Regions from separate parts of the Mus musculus genome. Here region 1 is linked to region 2. Evidence: chromatin contacts called from public Hi-C data. All regions are on one chromosome and are shown on one strand. The core of a region is the stretch at or near the end of the contact, and the rest is flanking DNA. Distances in the headings are between cores, read along the strand shown. Region 1 has its middle 16 kb from the start of Mepe. Region 2 overlaps Aff1 (AF4/FMR2 family, member 1).

Region 1 (5,298 bases), core at 2,779-5,278, 490 kb before region 2:
TCCCCAAACTGAGCATGGCTGGTGGGGTTTTAATAAGATCCAGATATGAGTAAGAAAGAAGAGATATTTTCAATTAAAATAAATTCCATCATTTATATAAGGAAACAGAAGTGTGGGGTTTCCTAAGGAAAGGCACACAGAGGAAAACTGGATGAAATTTCAGCGCTTGTTATTCTAACCCAAGAGCTCTTGTTTCTGATCGTGGAGTTCAAAGACAATGGAATTTGGAAATTATAAGGAGAGGCATCGGCTTCCATTTTATTTATTTAAAGTTCATGCATGTGTGCTATATTTTATATTGTTCCTCATCGCCTCTTCTCTGTGCCCCCTCAAATTCATGACCTCTCTCTCTCTCCTTCTCCCTCTCTCTCTCCCTCCCTCTCTATATAGATAGATATTATATATCACATATATAATATAATTATATTTCTGACTACTTTTTAGAACCTAAAAGTGACCCCCCCCCTATACTTACCTCAATGCCCACAGGTAAGTGTAAGCTCTCACCCTCATCAAAGAACTTCTTTTTAGCACCAGACAGAGACCACTACAGAGGTCCAGAGTCCAAGCACAGAGAACAGCTGACAGACTGTGGAGTGCCCAGCCCCAGCCCGCACATCTACAACACAACCCTACACCCAATGCCCAGAGAACACGGTGGAAGAAGACCAGGAATTCCGTCGTGGGACTGTGACATCTGCACCTGATTGGAAAGCTACGGCCAGGAAACTGCAACAGTATGGCAGCCTAAACAAACCATGAACAACGGCAGCACCAGCGGACATGCCGACATGGAAGGGGGACATCACACGACCCAACCCTTAGATGAAGAGTTACAGCAACCAAGGAACAACCGAGGGAGGGAGAACCAGTATCTGGGGATGCATGTGCTTAAAGTTTTAAAAACGAATTTTCTATAGTGAGATAATTTCCAGATTTAATTGAAAATGAGAATAAAACTCTCAGTGTATTTCAAAACACTTGTTGAGAAGTGAGTGTTTGCCACCTCCTGATCAATCCCTGGCTGTCAGCTTTAGAGCTCTTTGGAACTGTTCTCGGGGCAGCTGCACACTGCCATCGCCTGGACACCGACCCTAATTATAGATCCCTAGCATGACCAAGGAATCAGAAGCTTATTGTGGGAGCACGGAAGGCTTGGGGTTGTTTTGTTTTGTTTTGTTTTGAACCTGAGAGCTTCAGGGGATTTACCTGGAGGGGTCTGAGTAAGAGGCAAGGACCGTCTTGGGGGTAGATTTCTGCAACAGATGGTCCATGGGGCATGGTGAGCCTCAGGCTGTAGGCTGAAAACAGCATCAATCAGGATGCGTGTGAATCACTGAGTAATAGCTTGGCTTATGATACTTACATCTCAACCCATTGCTGGACAAAGCCATTAGTATAAAACATTTTCTGAGATAAAGTAAGATTAGAGGATGCCAAGAGGAGTAGAAAGTTTGCTGTTGTTTTCTTACAAGACATGTAAGAATTCTGTAGACAAAGGACTATAAAACAGTAAAATACAGTTTTTCCTTTGCATTTTTCTAATTTTTCTAATTTTACTTATTATATATTTACCTTTTAAACTTTATTCTACTATTTATGTATATTTACTTTTTATTTTATTTACTTTACTGCTTTTATATATTTACTTTTAGAATTCTACTTTTGTGGTCAGAGATATTATTTCATAAAATAAATCCATACCAGCAGACCAAAGGCTTGTTTTCTAAGCTTTTTAGTAAGTCATAGCTTAACAAGCAAGAGTGAGCTGAAATAATGAAGACACTTCATTCACTTGGGTGCTCTGAGCAAACCTTGTGCCACCTCCAAGAGTTGGAGAGGGGCTTGTTTGCGGTGGTTGCCTGTGGTCGTGGGGAGCAAGGGAGCATTCACACGGGGACACTCCATCTTCATTCCACCTGTTGCTTGCTTTGAAGTCTGGCTGTGACTGGGACCCATGCCTGAGAAGGGCTCATAGTGTTTGATAATCTGGACTCTTGTGGACTAGCGAGCTTCAACATTAACCAAGGACCAAGACAGAGGAGTCCCACACACTCAAGGAACACTATGAAAAATTGTACTGACTAAAGTTTCTTATCACAGTAAGTAGTTCTTGTCAGCACTCGGAGCTTTGAGCAATGTGAAGCAGGAGATGCCACTGTCATCGGCATGCATAACTCTTGCTCCTTTACAAGAGTGAGCGCCACCTTAGTTCCCTCCTGACTTCTCCTCACATTCCCTTCTGTCTTTCACAGAGACACATGGTGTTGAGCAATTTGGGATATCCTGTCTAATCGACCATTCAGTACAAGGCCAGCAACACTCACGCTTGATAGCTAGCAGGTCGTTGTGCACAGAATTGTGAGCTAGGGTAGAGACACATACACTTCCAACGATGGCTGCTGCCCAAGAGCCTTGATTCTTTTTTATTATTTCTTGCTGTGAAATATCTATAAAGATCAGCTATTTTCATCAGAGATGGAACTATGCCCACAGAATCAAATTAGTAAGAAGTCTTGATTGTCCGTGGGCCATGGGAGACCCAGAAAAGTGATTTCATAGTCACTGGAAAAGACACCCAAGGCAGTAATTTTAAATTTGGAATATACTCATTCAAATATAATCATAATCACTTGAGGAACTTGTTACAATCAAAACAGCAGATTCTCTATTCACGACCTTATATCATACATGCTATTCCAAGACTGGTGCCAGACCACCCCCATCAGAAGCAACACTGCAAAATGACTGCTTGATTTAATATAACACAACACCCACAGCTTCCAGACTCCCTCTGCCTCATTGTCCTAAGCAAATAAGCTTAAATTAAGATAATTTAACTTTTGTTACTAATCCATTAGCAACTTAAACTGTGAAAATTCAAATATAGCCAACAGCCACATTTCTAAGCATGGGACAAATACAATCAACTACCTCATGCTTTAAAGCACTGTCTATTGAGTGGTGGGGCCCACTTGCAGTTCCTGGCCGCTCCTGTCCAGTGCCCTTGTATCTATGATAAGCATGAGTCTCCCTCTGTCTTGCTCTCTGAAGCGCCCTGCTCATCACTGCTGCCTCCCCGTCCTCTAACTGAAGTGATCTTTCTTAAACTCTAAAATGCATGCTCTACAATCTAAAGCCACCAACTTCAAAGTTCTTATTTACCAGTAGAGGTCTGTCTACATGTTTTTAAAGGAACTCCTTTATGGCTTTTTAGTATTGAACTAGGCACCTCTGACCCCTCTCCCTCTCCCTCTCCCTCTCCCTCTCCCTCTCCCTCTCCCTCTCCCTCTCCCTCTCCCTCTCCCTCTCCCTCTCCCTCTCCCTCTCCCTCTCCCTCTCCCTCTCCCTCTCCCTCTCCCTCTCCCTCTCTCTCCCCTCCTCTGTGTGTGTGTGTGTGTGTGTGTGTGTGTGTGTGTGTGTGTGTATACCCATGCGCATGCGCACAAGCACACATCTATGTGATGTCTGTACAGGTACTTAAGAGTGTACGTGTGTATCAGCAAGGGTGTGCATGTACACGGTGTGTGTGTGAGTAGGCCAAAGATTAGCTTCAGATATCTTGCACTGTTGTTCTCCATCTTCTATTTTTGATACAAAGTCTCCCACTGAACTTGGAGCTCATCAATAAATCTAGCTCATCAATAAATCCCATCAATAAATGAGCTCTGCGGATTCACTTGTTTTGACTCCACCCACTCATTGCTAAGGTAACTCAGGTCCTCACGCATGAGCAGTAGACACTTTATCTACTAAGCTATCCCCAAGTCTGATGCTTTATTCTTGATCACCTTTCTCTTTAGTTACATTATCCACTTAGTAGCTCATGAGTATTTCTTCCCTTTTAATCTTCACAGAATTTTGTAAATTGTGCTCATTTTGTGGGTTTTGTTAAGCTAAACAGTATCAGGTAGTCTTCCCTGATTTTTCGGAGAAACCCAGGCACGTGGCTTGGAGGAAGTGCACTGTCCGCAGGCAAATAAAACGGTAGACCCCTGATTCTCCCGGGAATGGGCAGTTCTTCTTGTTGGGCACAAGGTGGCAGGCTGTATCTATGTTCCTCATCCTTTGAAAGGCAACTAGGAGAGGCTAAACCTGTCCGTTTTGGAGACCATGCAAGGTTACTTTTCAGTGAGGATGGTCCTGCTGAAACACGAGAGCGGAGAGAACGAGCAGCCTGTCTGATGGGGGAGGGTCCTGTGGGCTTCTGCAGGACTGGATCTGTACACGTGTGTATTTAAGAACAGCACATTGTGAAGGCGTTCCAGTTCCCTTACAAGGCAGCAGATATAACCCTTGCAGGTGCCTTGAAGGGCTGTTCATGTGTGCTCAAACATGGGGAAGGGGGAACACTCTAACAAGGGAACTGTCCCCTAGAAAACAGAGAAGTCAGGACCTGGACCTAAGACAGCATCTGCTTTCTCCACCGACTTAGCTTTCTCTTGCCATCTCAAGAGTTTCCATGTGCTCAGACCGTTCCTGTGTAAAAGATGCTGAGCTGTTTTCAACTTATTCAATTACAATTTAAATTCAGCTTTAATTCCTTTACTTAATTGCCTTCAGAGTGCTTTGTGGAGGTGGTGGTCAAAATTAATTTTTTATTAAAACAGAGAGAGTACGAGGAATCAAAACGCAGATGCTGCACCAAACATGCTGGTTAGGGTGTCTGCTGTTTGAGAGTCTAAAGGGACAGGAGAAAAAAAATACCCACATTCCTTTATGTTGGCTCCATCCCTCCTTGGCATCCCTTCCCTTGATGCTCCTCATTTAGGAGAGATGTTAGAATGGAAGAGTGTATTAGTGATGACTTTAAAGCAGGCATCAGGGACAATACTACATCAATGTCTGACATAGGGAGAGCTGGTTTTCTGGCAGACAAGATGCTCAGAGCAGGAAATAACGTATCAAGGCACTTGTGACAGAGCTGACTCAGTGGCTCCCACTCACTCTGTTTCTCCCTCATGGCCACATGTTGGCTACTGCACACCCAGACAGAAGGCCCATGCTAAGCCAAGGAGAAGGCACAAGAAAAGAGGAACGGAGCACTAGCCAGGTACAAGTTTTCTCTTGCCGCGAGACAAAAGCTTTCCTCAGCAGCAGACAGCAGTCTCATCGTCAGACCATCTTGGGAGGAAAACATTAATGCTAAACAGAAATAGAACCAGGGATACTTTGGGAGAGTTCAGTGAATATTATATTGAACCAGATTTTGACTGTCTCCCCATCCCCCACAACACTTCCTACATCCTATTCTCCTCTCTAAATGAAGAAAGAACCAGCAAAATGTGATTAACATTT
Region 2 (4,590 bases), core at 1,411-3,910:
GTATCCAGTGGCTCACTTTTCCTCACAGTGCTATTCTTGCTTTCTGCCTGCTGGTTTTTATTTTGTGAACATGAGCACAAGCTCAAGGCCAGAGAACAAAACAGGCGCGGGGCATGATGGGACACAGAGTTCTTGTGTCTCCTTGCTGTGGTGCTACAGAGTTTGCTCTCAAAGTCCTTGTGAGACACTGGCCGCTGTCCTCAAGGCAACAGACAGGGGCTGCCCTGTCTGCTGGACACTCCCATTGACCCAGGAAGCGGCCCAGCTTTTCTGTGAATGTTGATGCTCCCCCCAACTCCCCCACTTCTAAGAATTTCTGGGGTTGAACTGGGTTTTAACTTTAGGACACTACTACACTGTTGTGCAAAGAGGCCACATCATTATATTCCCACAGAAACACAAAGTTTTCTAGTTCTGCACATTCCTTTCAACCTCTGGTGTCATCATTACCTTTGGTTAAATTCTTTCAACATGGTGTGAAGGGTCACTGTGGTTAATACCAAAAGAAACGGTTGCCATCTAGTGTCCAGTTGTACACATTACATCTGGGAAACCTAGCCCTAAGGAGAAGCCTAGCTTCAAAACTGGCTGGTTAAAATTTGTATTTCCTGTCTGTTAGCATACTAAGAACAACATGAGCCCAGGTTTAAAATATTCTTTCTCTTCACCACATTATTACCTCAGAAACTAGGCTGGTGGCTTTAATTAAAAAGTTTATTTGGGTGGGGTGGGGGCGGGGAACAGAACCACTTATGTGTTTTCTCCACCATGTGAAACCCAGAGATCTGAACTCAGGCTGTCAGGCCTAGTGGCAAGTGCCGTCGTCACCTACTGAGCCATCCCACTCACTGTCCCTGAGCCCTCTCTAATCTCTGGAGGTTCATTAAAGTCAACACTAAAAGGCTGCTCCTGATTTCATCCACCTTCCGCCCCAAGGCCTTAGTGGTGTAAGGGTTTACACAGGTGGAGTGGCTGAAGCCTGTGGAGAGGGAAGGGCGGAGACTGCCCTGCTGCCTCAGACCCGCCACACCCTTTCAGGAGAGGCATCTGCACCAGTGTCCTGAATCGCAGACGTGCAGGGAGCACCAGGGTCTCTTCACAACAGTGTAGTAGTGTCCTAAAGTTGACCTAGACAGTGTGAATGTGGAGACCCAGTGTCAGCTGCCACAGGCTCCTAGGCCCCGGGGAAAGGACATGTGCAGGTGAGCAGGTGGCCTCAGGAAAGGAGAGAAGGAAATAAGCAGTTTGTCCTTTGAAGGGTGTCACACACCATGGCAAAGCGCCTGTGTCACTGATCAGTGCATGTGTGTGCGGACTGTGTGCCTTCAGATACAGGTATAAATACTGATAAGGACCCTGGGGCCCTAGCATCGCCCTGGACAAGCCTAGAGCTCCCGGACTCCTCGGATGCCACTTACCCAGTGCCTGCTCGGTTACTAAAGCAAGCCTGGTATTTCTAAGGCAAGCATCAACTCCTCCCATAGAGTATGGATGGTCTGTCTGCCCATCAGTTTTGAAGTCAATCCTAAAGAATCGTGTTTTAACTCTGAGTTTCACAGAAAGCCCCAGTGCATATTTGAAGGGCAGTTCACATTTCACTCTTGTGAGGTCAGCTCCAGAAAGACCCTGGCTCAACAAACAAGAATCCTCTCATTTGAACAAAATAAAAGCCACAGGCTCAACTCCAATCATTTCTCTAAATTTTTATTAAATATCCTTTTTTTTCCCTACAGTTTGATCTTGTGGAAAGGAAAGATTGTGAAGATGAACAAGTCAATTACCTTTTCTAAGACAGCACTTAGTCCTTGTTACAGAGAAAAACAAAAGATCTGTGGCACATCATCTTTGGAAAGATCTTTTGCAGTTTCTTTTAAAAAAAACTCTCACAGATCACGTCTGCCCCCTTTCAGAGTCTCCCATGAGGCAGATGAACCCCATTCACAGAAGCCCCAGGGGTGCCGTTCCACTGCTGATGCTGATTTTTACATCTGTGGTGCTCCCCGTATTTGCACTGCGCATCTTCACCGGGAGCCTGGCTGCTTCCCCAGCCTGCACACAAAACCACTGTGCTGATCAGAGCTGGCACATTATTCCATGATAAAGAAAAACTCATTAAAGGCAGACCAGTGATTCTCATTATCACCTTGACAACATACTCCTTTTTAAAGCAATTTTAATACCAAGATTTGACTTCTAACATTTTAAGAAAGAAAATATATAATATATAATATAATATATAATGGTAATAAATTAAAAAAAAAAGGCAACCCTGCTCAGGTATCATCCAAAGCATGATCACATTCAGAAAAAAATTAAAATTCGGGACACACATGGACACACCCCACCACGAACAGTGTACCCGCGATATCATGAGATGTGCAGTGTTCTTAGCAATACATGTCATGGCCTGAATGAAAGGCAAACGTAATACTGCCTGTACTGAGCATTGCTAAAACATCTAAGCAAAGTGAGTTCATCTTCCTTAGGTCAGCCTCTGCCCCCCTCCCCCCGCCCCAGCTCAACAGTGCAGCCCGGCTTGCCTGCCGCCAGCCTCAATCCGGTGTCCTATGGGGACAAATATAGCAATATACAGGCTTGCAGAGAGCTCTACGCTTCCTTCCTGTCCTCTGGCTCCCTCTTAGGTAGGGAAAGAGGCACTTCTCTGCCCACCACAGTAACTGCTGATGTCTGACGCACAGCGGAACAGAACAGAGTGTGATTCACCCCCAAGGAACCAGGAAATTTTACAGTCGCTCAAAGAAATGTGGTGATGCGGTGCTTGTCAATGCATCAGTAAGAGGCACGGCTACCAGACAGCTGCTCTCAGTAAGTGGGAAACTGGACTGCATATGGAGGATCGCCTGGCAGAAATCCCAAAATCCCAACACATGCCCGTCTGTCCTTACACTTCCCTTCCACAGGAAAAGTCCTCTTGCCCAGTAGTTCCAAATGAGCCAAAACCAGGGGAAAGAGGCAGGGGGAGGGGGGCATCAAAATTGATCCTCGCATCTCCATAGCTCATTCTTCAATGAGAAAAACCTACACTTCTGTGTTTTAGACAGGAGCCCCTAAAACATTCTGAGGCGATTTAAATACTAACCATTGATGAAGAAGGTAACAGATGAAGTGGTAAATTTTCAAAGACATTTCGTAGTGTTGGGGGAAATAAGTCATTAAGAAGAAAAAGAATCTGTAAGAGGTATGGAAAGATCTTAGATATATATAATATTTTTTAAGCCCAACTCATCTCGAATTTCACAAAGCAGGAAAGGAAACATATAAAACCCATGAACCCACTCAAAGCCACAGCAAAACAAACAGCGTAACTTCAGAATTTATGTTTGGTCAGCAAAGGCACAAATACGTCTAGCTGAATCTCTCATCTTCTGCATCAGAGACCACAGCTCAAGAGCACAAGTCCTTTTATAAGTTACCAAACAGGAATCGTAGGACTTAAGGTCCTGTCCCTAACATCAACATAGTAAAGGCACATTTTCAATTAAGATGGGGAAGAGCCCGTTTGAAACTTCCTACAGATGAGGCTGGGTGGTGGTGGTCCAGGGAATGGATAGACATTTGTCAGAACCTCTACAAAATAAATGTCACTTTGTAAGGGACCATTAGCAAGCACTTGCTGGGCCCTCCTGCTCCTCCCTACTGCCATGTGGTCTGCCCTCTAGGCACCTTAACCAAGGGCAACCTGTTTTAGTAACAGGGTTTTTTACATGTATCTAATTTTAATTTTTTCCAAAAGAGAAAACATTATTGTGTTCCTCTACTTTGTGTCCCAGACAGATGGGCCACACACACCCTTTGTAGTGGCAAATGGAAGATTCATTCATTAAATGCTGCCCCCCCCCATAAGGTGGATGCTCTTCCATGGTTTTAAGAACATCAGATATTCAAAGGGGCTAATGTTATAGTCCTCCCAAAATAATCACCTCAGGGGAAAATTTGCCTCTGGTAAGTTTAAGCACACAGTGAACTGTGCAGATGGTATAAAATTTGAGTCTTCGGGGTTTTACAATAAGCAGCGCAGAACAGCCCTGGGGTTTTCCCCTGAAGAAGACAGACAAGGCTCATGCTCTCTAGGTGCAGTGTTGTGGGAAAACCAGCAGTGCAATAGCTACAGACCAAACTGGCACAAACGGATCCTGTCCAACTGCATTGGTTTTCAAGGTACAAATAAAACTGAGGAGAAAACCCACCCATTAAAGAATGAGGCAGCCTGTTCTTCCTACACTGGCTGATTCTGTCCAGGCAAGGGGCACAGTGATCTGCTGGCAGGATGTACACATGCTCTGGCAAAACTTCAGTAGGCCAGAACCTCTCACAAGGATCATAGCCATTTTACAACCAACAGGCTGCAAGGGATGCAGGGCTGTGGGAGAAAAGATCCTGATGAGCCCACAAGCCCCACTGTGCTAGGGACCACCTACCATACACTTCGACTCAGTCAGACATGGCTTGGCTTCAGAATATCAATAAAGAAAAGGGCTTAGCTGGATCACCGTCTTGGTCTATACTCAGATATGTACAAGGTAGCCATTTTCTGGCTTCATTCAAACCAGGAGAGAAGGCTGAGAAGAC

The links. Hi-C and Micro-C count contacts between places; a contact is called where the count stands out from the background.
Region 1: a contact with region 2 is called in a Hi-C map of cortical neurons, with 6 times the contacts expected there. The contact joins two enhancer-like sites. A contact is called at or near these places in 28 of 484 Hi-C or Micro-C datasets (the N1E-115 cell line, cardiomyocytes, cerebellar granule neurons and 13 more) and 1 of 9 other capture datasets (embryonic stem cells).

What each region holds. Positions count from the first base shown.
Region 1 is chr5:104,338,846-104,344,143 of GRCm38.p6, reverse strand. No RefSeq gene overlaps it. Among named protein-coding and RNA genes, the nearest start is that of Mepe, 16 kb to the right of the region's middle. Within about 2 kb of position 4,028, at least 18 of the 459 cell types and tissues checked have an H3K27ac peak or open chromatin away from gene starts, as enhancers often do. A contact at or near this core is called in cerebral cortex and cortical neurons, where this site is marked.
Region 2 is chr5:103,852,416-103,857,005 of GRCm38.p6, reverse strand. Aff1 (AF4/FMR2 family, member 1) reads right to left here. Exons shown (of 20, transcript NM_133919.4): 20 at 1,684-4,590. Among named protein-coding and RNA genes, the nearest start is that of Gm42139, 31 kb to the left of the region's middle. Within about 2 kb of position 2,660, at least 92 of the 459 cell types and tissues checked have an H3K27ac peak or open chromatin away from gene starts, as enhancers often do. A contact at or near this core is called in cerebral cortex and cortical neurons, where this site is marked.